Linked DNA regions of Mus musculus: region 1 is linked to region 2. A link is a contact called in public Hi-C data. All regions are on one chromosome and are shown on one strand. The core of a region is the stretch at or near the end of the contact, and the rest is flanking DNA. Distances in the headings are between cores, read along the strand shown. Region 1 overlaps Mad1l1 (MAD1 mitotic arrest deficient 1-like 1). Region 2 overlaps Mad1l1 (MAD1 mitotic arrest deficient 1-like 1).

Region 1 (7,278 bases), core at 4,775-7,274, 150 kb after region 2:
GGCCACAGAGCCCACTGTCACAAGGAAGGGAAAGGTAGATGTGTGGGTAGGAGGTAAACGTGCATAGAGTCAGACATCCTCAGACGACCATGAGTCCTAGCCAGGCACTCCTGGGTCTGCAGGTGGCTAAGAGCAGCATACTCCTTGCAGGACAGCCATGAGCTCTATGTCACTAGTGCTGCAGAAGGCACGAGAAAAGTGCTCAGACTCAGGTAGCCACTCTCCACATTCCAAGGCAAATTTTAAGCTGCTTAATACCAGTTCTGGTATTACAGGATCTAAACAAAACATCTTAGCATCTGCTAAGAAATGTTCCCTCAACAACTTTTATAGCCGGTGGAATGCATACAGCTTACACAAGTTCCATGCTTCTGTATCTCCACACCTGTCCCTGTCCACACAAGTACACGCACCCCACATGCATGGGCACTCATCATGCATAGTTATATGTTGCCCCCTCACCTGCCTCCATTGCACCCTGCGTCTCTGCAGACGGCCCAGGGTGACACCATTGCTGCCCAACACTGCCACTGCCAGACCTGTGCCGAGGCCCAGTGCACACAAAGCCCTACCAGAATGGAACTCTGCCTCTTCCCACTTGGCACAGCCTCAGGTCTGGCACAGAATGCCTCCCATGTACCACATGAGAGGAAACTGGGGACAGCTTATTGCTTAGGCTCTGAACAGAAATGAGGGTGTGGCCTCCAATCAAATGCTATACTTATAATGCTAAGCCATTCAGCTACCCTAGGCTGAAGCAGGTAGGCTGGGGGTGGCTGAGAGCTGACAGATGCTACGTACACTACTGGTGCCAAATTGCAGACCAGCCAAAGGCAATGCAAGGCACTAAGTCCCCAGCTCTGCTGCTGCCACACTTGGTAAAAACAGGGACCCAAAGTGACAGAATAGAGGACAGCAGGGAAGGGAGACAAAGATGAGCTTACAAGCCACAGACAACACCACAAGTCCCTAAGAAGCCAGAGCCATCACAACACCCCATTCTCAAGCTGATGGGAACTTTATTTACTCAGTAAATACCTCTTGGGAATGAACTAGATACCGGGCACACAGTCACCATAGCAGCCATTACCATACATACCACAGCAACTGTGACTACTCACAAACAGCCCTGAAGAACAGGCCTGCTAGCTATGCGGTGGTGGCGCATGCCTTTAATCTCATCACTTGAGAGGCAGAGGCAGGTGGATCTCTGTGAGTTCAAGACCAACCTGGTCTACAAAATGAGTTCCAGGACATCGAGGGCTACATAAAGAAACCCTGTCTTGAATCCCTGCCCCCAAAAGAGACAGGCCTGCTGATACTCTCTCATAAAAAGGAAAGGATCATTAAATCCTGAGACCCCAGTCCCTCCCTCCTGTCCTCGACCCCCTTTCCCACCTGCCTGTAATTCTGTCCCTGCTGCTCATGGTCTCAGAGGTACTGGAGGCATGCGGAAGTGTCTGCAGTGTCAAGTGCCGTAGCAACTCCAGCTATGCAGCTATGCAGCTGTCTTCTTCCATGCTGGCATGGGGATTTCCAGTTGACACGTGGGGCTCACCTATGCTTCTGTAAGTGCCCCTCCACCATGGTCTTACATAAGGAGCTCAATGAACTCAGTGGCTCTACAGGCGAGGCAGGTGGAGGTGTTACTTTGGTCAGTCACTGATGCTCCCTTTGGGGGGAAATAGATGACTGTTCATGTCTCCTTAAGGAAGACACCTTACCCAACAACATGCAACGTGGAACCTGGGAGAAATGCCCTACCTAAAGGAGCATGTGAACTGACAAGGGACAGAAAGAAGGGAACTGAAGAGACAGTAGGAAGGGAACTTGGGAGGTCATGACAGTCCCACAGAAGATGAGAGGCCAAGGTGCAGTGGTGAGAAGGGGAGAAGCCCTCAAGTTGTGTGGACAGGCATAGCACATCTTAGAGCTGTGCAACCACTTGAGGTTGGGAGGACAGAAGCAAGTGCATTCAGAGTCCACACAACTGTGGGACAAGAGGGGACAAAGGCAGTGACCCTTGGGACACCTCAGATGATACTGAGTGCAGAGCAGCCAAGGAGGGAGACAGGGAGACTAGTCCAGGCTAGTGGGGAAAGGGCTCCTGCTGGGCTTCATATACAGCCAATAACCTCATGGCTTGGCTAAGATGTGAGGGAGGACCAAATCCATGGGCCTGTGGGCCTGCCAATGGTGCTGGCTCCTCCACCTCAGCTGCAGAGAGCATGTGCTATGGTGGGGATAATGGTTGGCTCACTGTAAGAAAAGCCAGCACAAGCCTTGCACCGAGAAAGACAAGCAGAGGAGCACAGGCAGAGTTAGACAGAGGCAAACATATATTCATTTTAACAAAAATCCTAGCTTTGATGGGTCTGCCAAGTCAGCAGAGGAAATAAGGCCAAGAACATGATGCTAATAATGCCTGGGGAAGGAGGTGGAAAGGCAGCCTAGAGAAGGTGCACAGACCCCGGACAACACAGAGCAGCAGCAGAGGATGCTGCTGTGGTGAAAACCTGGCAAGGAAACTGCGCACACCCTGAGGACACAGCACCAGGGGAAGGCTCAGGTGTGGGGACAATATGGCGTGACCTGAGTCAGAAAGTGTCCCTCAGACAGCTGCGTGGAAAGCAGATGTCTAGAGACAACTGTAGAAAAGAATGATATAGTTTGTCACTTTAACAAAGGCAATGACACAGAGTGACATGGATTCTAGCATGGAAGAAAGAAACAAACACCTCAGCAAGACCTGAGCTAGGACACAAACTGTGGGCCATTATAGACAGACCATAGCACAGAAAGTGGGTGGCAGGTCAGTCTGTCTGGCCAGCTGTACAGGGCCACCCTGGCTGGGTTTTAGAAACACGAGTGTTTGCAACCATACTCTCAGCCTTAGCACTAAACTGTAAGCCAGGAAGTTCAGCCAACAAACTAAGCCTCCCACAGGCCTATAAGGAGCCTAGATATAGTCAGCTCAGAAACAAGTATTTATACAGCCAATCTACTAGTAACAAGAAGCCCTGAGCTACAGGGGACGTTTCCTCCCTGTGTCCCAAGAGTGAAAGTATAGGTTCTAGGGGTGTTCCTCCAGAGACCCCAGCCACGTCTCTAGGGGTATATGAATTGCGACCAGCAACCCCTAAAGCCTGACCTGGAGCCACTGAGGACAGGCATGTGATCAGTGTGAGCAGGTCCCACAGCATCCCTAAAATACATAGTAGGGGCTACCATTGAGGACACATGGAGAGAGCTCACCAGATGCAAGCTGGCTCAACTGCTCTGCCAAAGACCATTCATACTGGGTAGAAAGAACCAGGCAGACATTTGAGGCCTTGGCCTGTGTTCCTGACAGGCCCAGGAGCTGGCTCATGCACAAACAGTAAATGGCTGGAATGAGCATAAGACCTGGCAGGGGACACAGCCATGGGAGATGGGCTACTCACTGCTCTTCTTCTGCCCACCCAATCAACCATAACAAATTTCAGCATCTTCTCCACTGAAGACGTGCCCAGCCCCTAGCCCTCTAACCATCACCAGCAGTCATCTACCAAAACTCATCTTCCAGGGGTGCCCACTGTGAACACCCCAATACCAGGACCATCATATCTTAGCAGCTGCTCACTGTGGTTCCTCATACACAAAGGATGGCATTAAAGAGGACTATGATGCTGGCCAGCCCCTTGTTTACCGTTCCAGACACTAGCCTGTATCCTTTATGGCTACATCCTTTAATATACTTTACCCTCCTGTACACACCCCACCTGAAAAGGTGTCTTCACTGTGGACAGGCTAATTAAACTGTCCAAGGACCGAGTGCTCCTCAGTAGTGGAGCTGAGATTCAAACACAGGCAGCCTGAGTTTGGAGCCGGCAATAATGGCTTCCCCATCACAGCTCCAGGATACAGCATGACACCCCCTTGGAGACACAAAACATGTCCCCGCACCATTAATCCTGAGCACCTGTCACTGGCTTTGTTGGCTTCTAGACAGCTCGAGAGCACTATAACTCATGTGGACACAGGCTCACACAGGTGACAAGGCCTCATTATACTACAAGATGCTGTGAGAGGGGGGCCTAACTGCTCTAGACAAACAGGCAAGAATTATGACTCAGACTCTGAGCTTAACCGCCCTTGGGAGGCAATGGAGAAAGTCAGGGCACAGCCTTTGTGACCCAGATGGGTTATACCCTCCATGTACTGTTTCTCCTTAAGGACCCTCTGCTAGGTAAGTAGGTATGGTGTTGTGGCATCATCATTGTGCTACGTGCCTGTTCACCCATGAGGAAAGTGGCTTTCAACAAAGAGGCCCAGACTGGTTCAGCAAAGACCCGGACCACAGGTACGTACAGACTCAACATGTCTGCCCCTGACCCCCGAATCCTGCCCCATGACTGCAGGCATGACTGCTCTGCCCAGCAGCAGAAGACCTTCTGGACTACAGGCATAAGGTGAGGCCATGGTGAATGGAGCCCTGGGGCTGAGCACATGGTTCATGAAAGCTGGCTAGAAAAAGAGTGAATGCCTCCCTGTGTCCTGACCTGGATGGAGGGAGTGGACAGGAAAGGGTGGAAGAGGAAACATCTGCACCCACGTTCCACATCACTACACAGTTTGTCTTCAGTGGCCCTGCCTTACATAAACATTTCAGAGGGTGCCAGCCTACGACTTGAAGTAGCCCTGGAGAGCAGTTGTGTTAGGACCTCCTTGGAGACCTGGGCTCCAAACTCAGCCGTAGCATGGATGCTTGGGAGACTGACAGACTAGGCTCAAGGTCTGTTTCTACTGACTCCCTGCAGATCCACCAGGGTTCAAACTCACCTTCTGCAAATGAATGAGGGAATGGAGTTCCCAGGCCTGCCTGACACTCAATCACAGCACTTCAGCACAACCTACAGAAAGCTGGTAAGTTAGTAACATAGTGGGGACCTACCTGGGCCCTTGAACTCCTGACCCTAAAGAGCCCCATCAAGAGCAGAGGGGTCTTTTGGGCAGTGCTGGTCAGCCCAATGCAATAGATACTGAACAGAGGACACACCTAAGATCTACACATACACCCCAGGCAACCTGCCAGCTCCTTAGCCACAAAACCAAGAGAGGCATTATCAGCCCTACAGAACAAAAAGCAAGGCTGGCACACCGAAGAGGGCAAGGTTCCTGACACTGTAATCAGATCCTGTCCGAAGGTACCGAGGATGCAAGGCAGGCCCTGACAGCCCCATCCATATCCATGATCGATGGTACCTGTGAGCTGTGCGGGATGGGTGAGGAGGAGCGCAGGCGCAGCCTGATGGCTCACGGCAGCCGACCGTGGGAATGTACAGACCAACACCTTCTTGGAGGATTCCCTATACTGGTGCCCACTAGCAAGCCACCCACCAAGCAGGAATCTGCCCAACCCCCGCTGCACACATGCTGCAAAGGAACCTCCCCCCTCCTGTCCTCACCAACCAGAGCTACCCAATGCCTGGGCACAGTCTCCAACACAGCCCTGCAGAGCATACTCTCCACTTCAACAGGCCACATTCACCTGGGCAACGGCTCCCTGGTCCTCCTCACCTACTAAACAGGACACATCACCCGTCCACCCATCCCTCCTCCATCCATATATCCCTGTGACACTCTCCTGACTACCATCTCCCATCCCATCTCCTGCTACTCAAAAACACCAGTCTCCTATCAGATGGAAATGCCAGTCCCACCTCTGAGCTTTCACCTAAACACTCAGAGAAAAGAGGAAAACAAACAAACAAAGGAACAAATTCAGCTGAATGGGATAACACACGCGCGCGCGCGCACACACACACACACACAGAGAGAGAGAGAGAGAGTCAGTCAGTCAGTCAGTCCAAGGCCAGCACAAGATACACAGGGAACTCCAGAGAGTTCCAGATCAGCCTAGAAAATATAAAAAGACAATATCTCAAAAAAAACAAAAGACTGTTTCAGTCTAATGAGTTCAGAGCGGTGCCTGCCCAGCTAGGGATCAAGGTGATCTCATCTCAATAGTAGGAGGTGCTTTCCCTGCTCCTGGCTGGTTGGAAACTCTAGGGTGTGACTTCATCTGGCCTTCCTAGACCCAGATGATGTCTATGGCTCAGCCTCCTTCAATGAGGCACATTACAGTCCGGCACCTCACCCACACAGGGCTCAGGTCAGAGCCCTGCCTAGCAGCCTTCCCAGAGGCACAGTTCTGCCCCACATATGCCAGGGCCTACTGAGGTAACTACAGCAACAGGCAAAGGCCCAACTCTAGCAGTTCCTCAGTGCTTCGCAGAGGCAGCTCTACAGAAACTCTCTGGTCTCCAGGCATGGGTCGCTGACACCGACTTACTAACACAGCCAGTGGCAGAAGACACAGTTGACTCATGCACAGGTTGGAGAGGTGCTACACACTTGAGTGAGTGTTCTCATAAGTACTGCCATGCCCTTCACAGCAGAAACAAGGGGGCAGGAGGGCAGGGGGCACAAAATCTCTCTTCTAACAGCCAGTGGGCAGTCTAGGGGTGTAATAAAGAACATGTTTTAAAGCCACAGAAGCAGCAAACATTTGTTTGCAAGATTCAGACATGATCAATAGCTGGGCTAGAACATTGGACAAGGACACAGCATGATGGGAGTGCAGGCCACTGGCCTGCATAGCTGTGAAATACGACCAGAACCTCAGCATGCGACACCATGACTTGGGGTGGTCTGATGGTCTGCTCCTCCCCAACTACACACCACACACTGAAAAAAACAAAAAACAGGTGCCTTGCCTTGCCTTGCTCCCTCTGTGCAAAGCCTGGCCTACCCTGTGATGCCCTCTGCAGCTCAGGATGTACCATGCTCTCTCCTTCCCACTTCATTCAAATCTGCCCAACCGTCTTTAAAAGGCCAAGGAAAAACACTTGGCCTTTCTGGGTCTCCTGGTCCCATGAACAAAATGGTGGAAACTTGCCCTTTTAAGCTCAGGCCCCAAGGGCTGAAGTGCTGAAGCTGCAATAATCCATCCAACCACTGAAGCCAGTGCCACCCTAGCCACCTGGTTCCATCTGGAACCTGCATTAAAAGGAAAGGCACAACCATGACCTAGCATACAATAGGCTGGAAACATAGCGTCTCAGCTCATCTCCTGAGTGACTCTCCTCACTAGCAAAATAACAACTACCTTAACCTAGGCCATCTCAGTTTCAAGGCTCGAGCTGCGTAGACTTCACGATAACCACCGGTTCCCACCTTACTAAGAGAGCCTCTGCCCCCAGTCCACCAGTGAGGAGCCCTGTGAACCCAGCCCCA
Region 2 (6,749 bases), core at 1,217-3,716:
GGTCATGGCCCTAGTGGGAGGACAGCAGTGGACAGCACTTACTTAGGTCTAAGGAAGGACTCAAGCCAGGGGTTCTTGGCTGACCCTGAAGCTTGGCTAGAATCAGGTAAGGAATCTGTCTCAGGCCCCCTGGTTCACCCTGGAGAGTGACCACAGGCTAGAGGAGAAACTGCAAATGGAAAAGCAACTCAGGAGTCTTTAGAACTGTGGTTCTCAAACCTTCCTAATTTGTTGTGCTGCAACCCTTTAATACAGTTCCTCATGTTGTGCTGACCACTGACCATAAAATGGAGCAGTTCCTAAAATCTGTGTAGTTTAAGAGTCCATAACAAAGTAGCCAGACAGCTACAAGGGGCTAAAAGGAAAGGAAGTGTCCAGAGAGCACTTCAGGACTAAAGGAGAAACCAGAACAAGCCAAGAGCAAAGCTTTGGCCACTTGGAAATGTAACAACACACACTAAATACACTGCTCAAAGAAAGTAAAGGAAATTAGCAAACACATTGAACTGGACATAGCGTATCCAGGAAAGCCAGGCTTAGAGACAGAATGTATCCAATGCTCTCATCTCAAGTCAACAAGCCAGGCTTCCCCTTTAAGGAAAGGCTGAGCGTGATGGGTATGCACCTGTGAGCCAGCTGAAATGGAGGAAGAGGGGGCGGGGAATTCAAGGGCAGTTTTATGAGCTAGGATCTTACTGTGTAGTTCTGGCTGGCTTGAAGTAGGACACAGAACACTCCAGAACAGACCTAATGCATGGCCACAAAACAAGTCTTAGTATATTCATTTAGTAGAATGCCTGCCATAAATGAAGTTGGAGATCAATGGCAGAGGAACTGTAAAGACAGTAATTCAACAGGGGTTAGGGAGATGGCTTTGTGGGTGATTGCTTTGAAGGCCTGAGAACTTGAGTTCTATTCCATGAACTGTGGAATTTTAGTTTCTTTTAAAAAACCACAGAAATACTATAAGAATATGTTTTCATTTTAATCCCAGGTGTGGGGATATAGAGCTGCTTCAGATCGTCCACGTTAGCAGACTATGATCTGCCTTGTGCTCTGGCAGGGGCATGATTTTGCCAGCTGCAGATAGATTCTGTGACTGTGTGACATTTGGAATTCCTGGGACTCCTTAGAGGGTATATAAATGCTAGGTCCTGAGAGGTGTGATGTGGGTTGTTGGCTGGTTGTTAGTTATGGTCTGTTAAGCAGTCATATGCAAAGAAGAAACAACTACAAGAAGAAATTAGACATCCTGATGGAGAAGATCAAAGTTGCCCCAAGGAACTCAGTGCCCCTAACCAGCGGTTAGTAGTCTAATGAAAACACCACCCACCTTTCAACCCCCCTCTGTCTCTCTTTCTGTCTCTCTTTCTCTCTGTGTGCCTTTCTCTTCTCTCTGTGAGTCTCTGTCTCTCTTTGTCTCTTTCTCTGTCTCTTATCTAGTGTTAGGGTGTTGAAATGGTAGGGAAAAAAGGGGATGGGAAATGGTAGAAGAAAACCTACTAAGTAGCAAAATTCAGCTACATTATTGTTCCAGCACTGCCATGAAAAGCTGGGGATGCTGATGCGCACTTGTGATCCCAGTGCGGGAGAGACTGAGACTAGAGCAGTGGTTCTCAACCTGTGGGATATGTGTCAAAAAACCCTTTCACAGGGGTCACGTAAGACCAATGGAAAACACAGATATTTACATTAGGAATTGTAATGGTAGCAAAATTACAGTTATGAAGTAGCAATGAAAATAATTTTATGGTTGGGAATCACCATAACACAAGCTGTACTAAAGTGTCACAGTATTAAGAAGGTTGAGAACCAATTGGTGAGCTCCTGGCCATTGAGAGATTCTGGCTCAAATGGCAGATGTTAGACTCTATGAGGACTGATGCCTGAAGCTGAACTGGCTCACACATATACATACTCAACCACACACCTATAAAACAAAAAAGTAAGAAACTACAATTATCCTGGGATAAAAAAGAATTCACTGGGGAGATTAGGAGACACCAGAGACAAACACTAAGAGGAAACAGAGGGCTCCAAACACAAGGAAGATGTCACATCAAAGATGTCACATGAGTCCAAAAGGAAAGCAGGGAAGGAGAGCAGCTCGAGCTGACAGCTGACAGCAGGCTGGAGACAATGAGGATTGGGTTGTGTGAACGATTACACAGGAAACTCCCAAGCAAAACCAACCAGAGAGAAGAGCTCACCACGAACCTGGAAGCTGTGAGAGGGCACCACAGGACAAAGGTCACAAAAGGATGCTAGGGACAACTGGGCACACATCTGAGTAGCCAAGATGGCACAGGCAGACTCCTACTGATGACCTTCCAAGGTGACCCCCAGAGAAGCGGATAAACCTGAGATCACTGTGAGGGTCAAAAGGGAAGTCAGAGTCTCCCAAACAAGGAAGAAGGCCAGGCCAGAGAGCACAAGCAAACACTCAAAGAATCATATGGTCTTGCCCAACTTGGCAGAGAAAGGAATGAGGAAGCTCTCTCTCTGAAACCAGCAGCTGACGGACACTGAATAGAGGCAAAGACACTTCCAGAAAACTAAGGCCAATCTGGGCCTGGGGTATAGGCCCACCAACCTAGCTGTGTGGAGACTGAGGCAGAAGGATCAAGAATTAAGGGTTTTCCTGGGCCACTCATGGGTTCAAGGAGCAGTTTGTGGGATCCTGTTCCAAAATGTAAAAGGTAGCCACAGAAAAAGGCTGGGAAGGTAGCTCTGTAGCGTGCATGTTTAACACATGTGAGGACATGGGTTCAAACTGCAAGACTGCAAACCTAAAATTAAAATGAAATGAATATATGAAACAAAAACTAAAATTATTTTTTAAAAGAAGTAACTAGAACTGAGACCAGTAAACTTGGGGGACAAGCCTAACCACATAAACATGGGGGACAGGTGTGGACTCACTTAGCCACATGCCAGCCGTTCCCTGAAAGCTTTCCATGCTATGGCAAAGGGTTTGAAAACAGCAGGGATCCAAGGCATCTCAACACCTAACACTGTGCTGTGTGACCCTCTAGGGAGCAAGGACAAGAAGCTCTCCTCTACTCCGCTCTCAGTTGACACAGGAAAATCCCTTCACCAAACCTGTCACCTTGAACACAGAGGGCAGCAACCTCAACAGGACATGTCATTTCTGAAACAAAAACAAACAATAACAAAAACAAACAAAAACAAAGATGTAAAAAAAACAAACAACCTTTTTAAAAAAAAAAAAAAAGGCTAGGGAGATGGCTCAGTGGTTAAGAGCATCAGTTGTTCTTCAGGGGGACCTGGGTCCAATTCCTAGCACTCACCTGGCAGCTCACAATTGTCTGTATCCAGTTTCAGAGTATCTGACCCCCTCCCTCACACACACACATGAAACACCAATGCACATAAACAAAAAACAAAAGCAGGGAAGACAGCTGCAAGATTTCCTCAAGATTAAGGTGCAGCCACCAAGCCTGACAACCTGAGATCCAGCTCAGGATGAAAGGAGAGAACGCACTCCTGAGTGCCATCTTCTGGCCTCCGCACTTACTCCAGGGGGTCTACAGAAACACGCGTGTGCACGCACACACACACACACACACACACACATCAATCTAATTAAGTAATTTTTTAAAACTCTGAGACAATGCCTGCTCTGACTGCGTTCATCTGACTAAACTGCCAAAGCAATTAGACAAGACAATGAAATAACAGCAGCAAACCACTCCTCATCACAAGATGCCCTGCTGATGCACAAACCCACCAAAACAGCACCATACAAACCACCACGTGTGAGCTCTGCTGTGCACTTCATCTGCTACAGCATCAGAGAGAAGAAAACATTTGGGGACAAATTTACACAAGGCAGAGGGAGATGATCCCCCAAGACATGCAGAGCATTGCCAAAATAAAATAAAGTGAAATAAATAAAGACATTTTTTAAAGGGAAGAAAAAGAAAAGAAAGCCCATGTGCACGTGGATACCTGGCGTGGAGATCAATGGCTCAGCAGTTACAAACACTGCTGCTCTTCCAGAAGAATCACCATCCACTGGGGCTGGCTAACAACTGTCCACAAGTCTAGCTCCAGGGGCTCTGGTGCCCACTTCTGGGCTTCACAGGTACCTGCATTCACATGCACATGCAAACACACACACACACACACACACACACACACACACACACACACACACACAAATTTACATATAATTAAAAAATAAGAAAAAGCCATCTTATTGATGTTTGTGTTCAGGGACAGGTGAGCTTAGAGCTGAGGCTACCTGGGGCAAAGCAGACAGAAAAAGAAAAGCCAACTGGGAAGATGCACCTCCTGCCTCAGGACTCAGCCATGGGGGGAGACATTCCTTTAAAGAGATGCCCCCACAGGTGCTATGCTGAGTGGGAGATGTCAGTGCTAAGAGATCACAGGCACAGAGTCCACCCAAGTGGGCATGCTGGACCAGAGCTGAGCAAGCCATTTAGTTAAATGACCACATCCACTACCTGTTCACAGCCACCCAAAGGAGCCTGCACAGCACACAAAGGTACAGAGCTGGCCTCACAGTCAGGAGAGCCTGAGTCAGATCCCCAGAGGCCGTGTTTACACAGGCTGGGTGGAAACAGGAGGAACCTCGGGTTCTCTGCCCACCTAATCTGCTTGGTAAGTTGCAGGCCAGGACTCAAAACACCAAGATAAGAAGTAGTTTCTGAGGAATGTTAAATGAGATTTATGTCCCGCTGCCTGTGACACAGACCTGCCCATGTGCCCCCAGGCCCTCACACACAGGTTCCCTTGTACATGCAGGAGCACACTCATGGGGGTGGAAGCAGGCGCTGGGTGCTATGTCCAGTGATACAAAACCAACAGATGATTGCAGAAAGCCAGGGACATGGGGAAGTGCGCACACATTCAACGTGAAGACTGTTTGCTGACAGTATAAATAACAGGCTTCTCTTTGTTTTCCATTGGTTTCTTTTTTTGACTTGTATGTGTGTTTCACTTACAAAACAACAACAACAACAACAACAACAACAAATGAGCTGGGCATGGTAGAACACGCTGCATGCCTTTAATCCCAGCATATAGGAGGCCGAGGTAAGAGAATAAAGGGTCAAGGCTAGCCTGAGCTATATAGCAAACTTTACCTTAGAAAAGAAACAGCAACAGTAACAAACCCCACCCACATACAAGCAAGCATAGGGACTGATAAAGATGGCCATGTGAACACGGCACTTAGGAGCAATCTCTCAGAACGCCACTGCAGTTGAGAATAAAGGCAGTCTCATTTCTCTGAAGCCTGACCACAGAAAATAAAAGGGACAGCATCAAAAACTCCCTTAGAAGTTGGAAGCTGATGGATGGAGTGGGGGAGGGAGTGGCCTTCCACAGCTGATGCCTGCCTGCTACTGACCCTACAAGGGCTCTGGCAGCACAGAGCCCCCACAGGGGTTCCAGGAGCAGGGTAGGGGAGGTTGAGCTGGGGCTGAGTAGAAGGTCTTGCAGGAACTTTGTACACTTAAGGAAACGCAAGTCAGAGCTTCTTCCAGTTCACTCAGCTCTCTGAATCAATGGCAACAGCTTCAGTGACAGTGTCTGTTCCAGCAGATTTGTCTCTGCAGGGTAGGTCATGCATGTGTCACTGGCTGCCATGACACAGTCCCATCCCATGAGTGCCAGGCTCCCTTTGGCTGTACTTTGTAGATCTCTTCTGTCTTGTGGAAGACGGGTGAGTCAGGTTGGTACCCATTAGGCTTCGGCTGTGAGCAGGGTCTCCATGGGAACCAACCCAATGGGCCTGGAACCTTCTTCCTTTGGAGCCTCTTAATTGTGATTCAATTTTAAAGTATTCATCAACCTCACTGTACATCTTGGTTCGGGTGTTTGTTTTGTCTATACCTTTGAGAACAGTCTCACGTAGCTCAGGCTGGCCTTAAACTCATCATGTAGCCCAAAATGACTGAACTCTGACCCATCTGCCTCCACTTCCCCAGGCTGGGATTATAGGTGGGGCACCATGCTGGGGCTAATTTTGGTTTGGAGGGCTGACTAGACCTGCTAGTGACAAGCTAGTGTTCCTGTACATGCCATCCTTCAGAGGCCACAGGCTCTTTGCAGCAGTGTCCCTGTGTCATACCTGAGACGGCTCGTTTGCTTCTCTGAGTATGTTTCACTTTTGTTGGCAGTTTGTCAATTTTATAGATTTTCCCCCCAGAAAAACAGCCTTTTGCTTCTGCATTTTTCTCAATTGTGTTTCTTTTTTCAAGTTCATTACCTCCTCCTTGCTTCTCATCCTGGGCTCCTTTGCTTGCCATGTCCTCCTGGTGGCAGGGCCATGGCTTCTGCTCTGTCAGCTGGAACGCTGGGCGCCGCAGGTTCTCTTCTCTCCACGGATCTGATATGATGAGCGTGTTTTCATTAGCGTTCACTTGTTCCTCTTCTCTGCCACACATCCTGTGTGATCCGCAGGCAGTTCAGAACCATGCTATCAATTTCCCCGTGGGTACAGCTTTTCCTCTTGCATTCTGTTACTGACATCTAGTTTGAGTTTGGTGTGGTCAGATGAATATTCTCTATGCACCTTAAATGTGTGAGCTTCTGTGCGTGTATGTGTGTGTGATACTGGACTCTGATGGATGGTGATGACCGGGTGCATGTCTGCTCATTCTACCCAGTACAGGGAGTGGTGTGCATCCACCACCTTCCTGCATCCCAGAGTTTTGCCGCTTAGTACAGGCAGCAGCATGGGATGAGAGCACATTCCA

Evidence for each region. Hi-C and Micro-C count contacts between places; a contact is called where the count stands out from the background.
Region 1: a contact with region 2 is called in a Hi-C map of uterus, with 2.0 times the contacts expected there. The contact joins two enhancer-like sites. A contact is called at or near these places in 4 of 39 promoter capture datasets (cranial neural crest, hippocampal neurons, second pharyngeal arch cranial neural crest and 1 more), 1 of 484 Hi-C or Micro-C datasets (uterus) and 1 of 115 datasets of contacts at active chromatin or transcription factors (SST interneurons).

What each region holds. Positions count from the first base shown.
Region 1 is chr5:140,251,492-140,258,769 of GRCm38.p6, forward strand. All of the region lies in intron 10 of Mad1l1 (MAD1 mitotic arrest deficient 1-like 1), which reads right to left. Among named protein-coding and RNA genes, the nearest start is that of Gm16120, 47 kb to the left of the region's middle. Within about 2 kb of position 6,025, at least 36 of the 459 cell types and tissues checked have an H3K27ac peak or open chromatin away from gene starts, as enhancers often do. A contact at or near this core is called in uterus, where this site is marked.
Region 2 is chr5:140,105,660-140,112,408 of GRCm38.p6, forward strand. All of the region lies in intron 14 of Mad1l1 (MAD1 mitotic arrest deficient 1-like 1), which reads right to left. Among named protein-coding and RNA genes, the nearest start is that of Gm30492, 14 kb to the left of the region's middle. Within about 2 kb of position 2,467, at least 47 of the 459 cell types and tissues checked have an H3K27ac peak or open chromatin away from gene starts, as enhancers often do. A contact at or near this core is called in uterus, where this site is marked.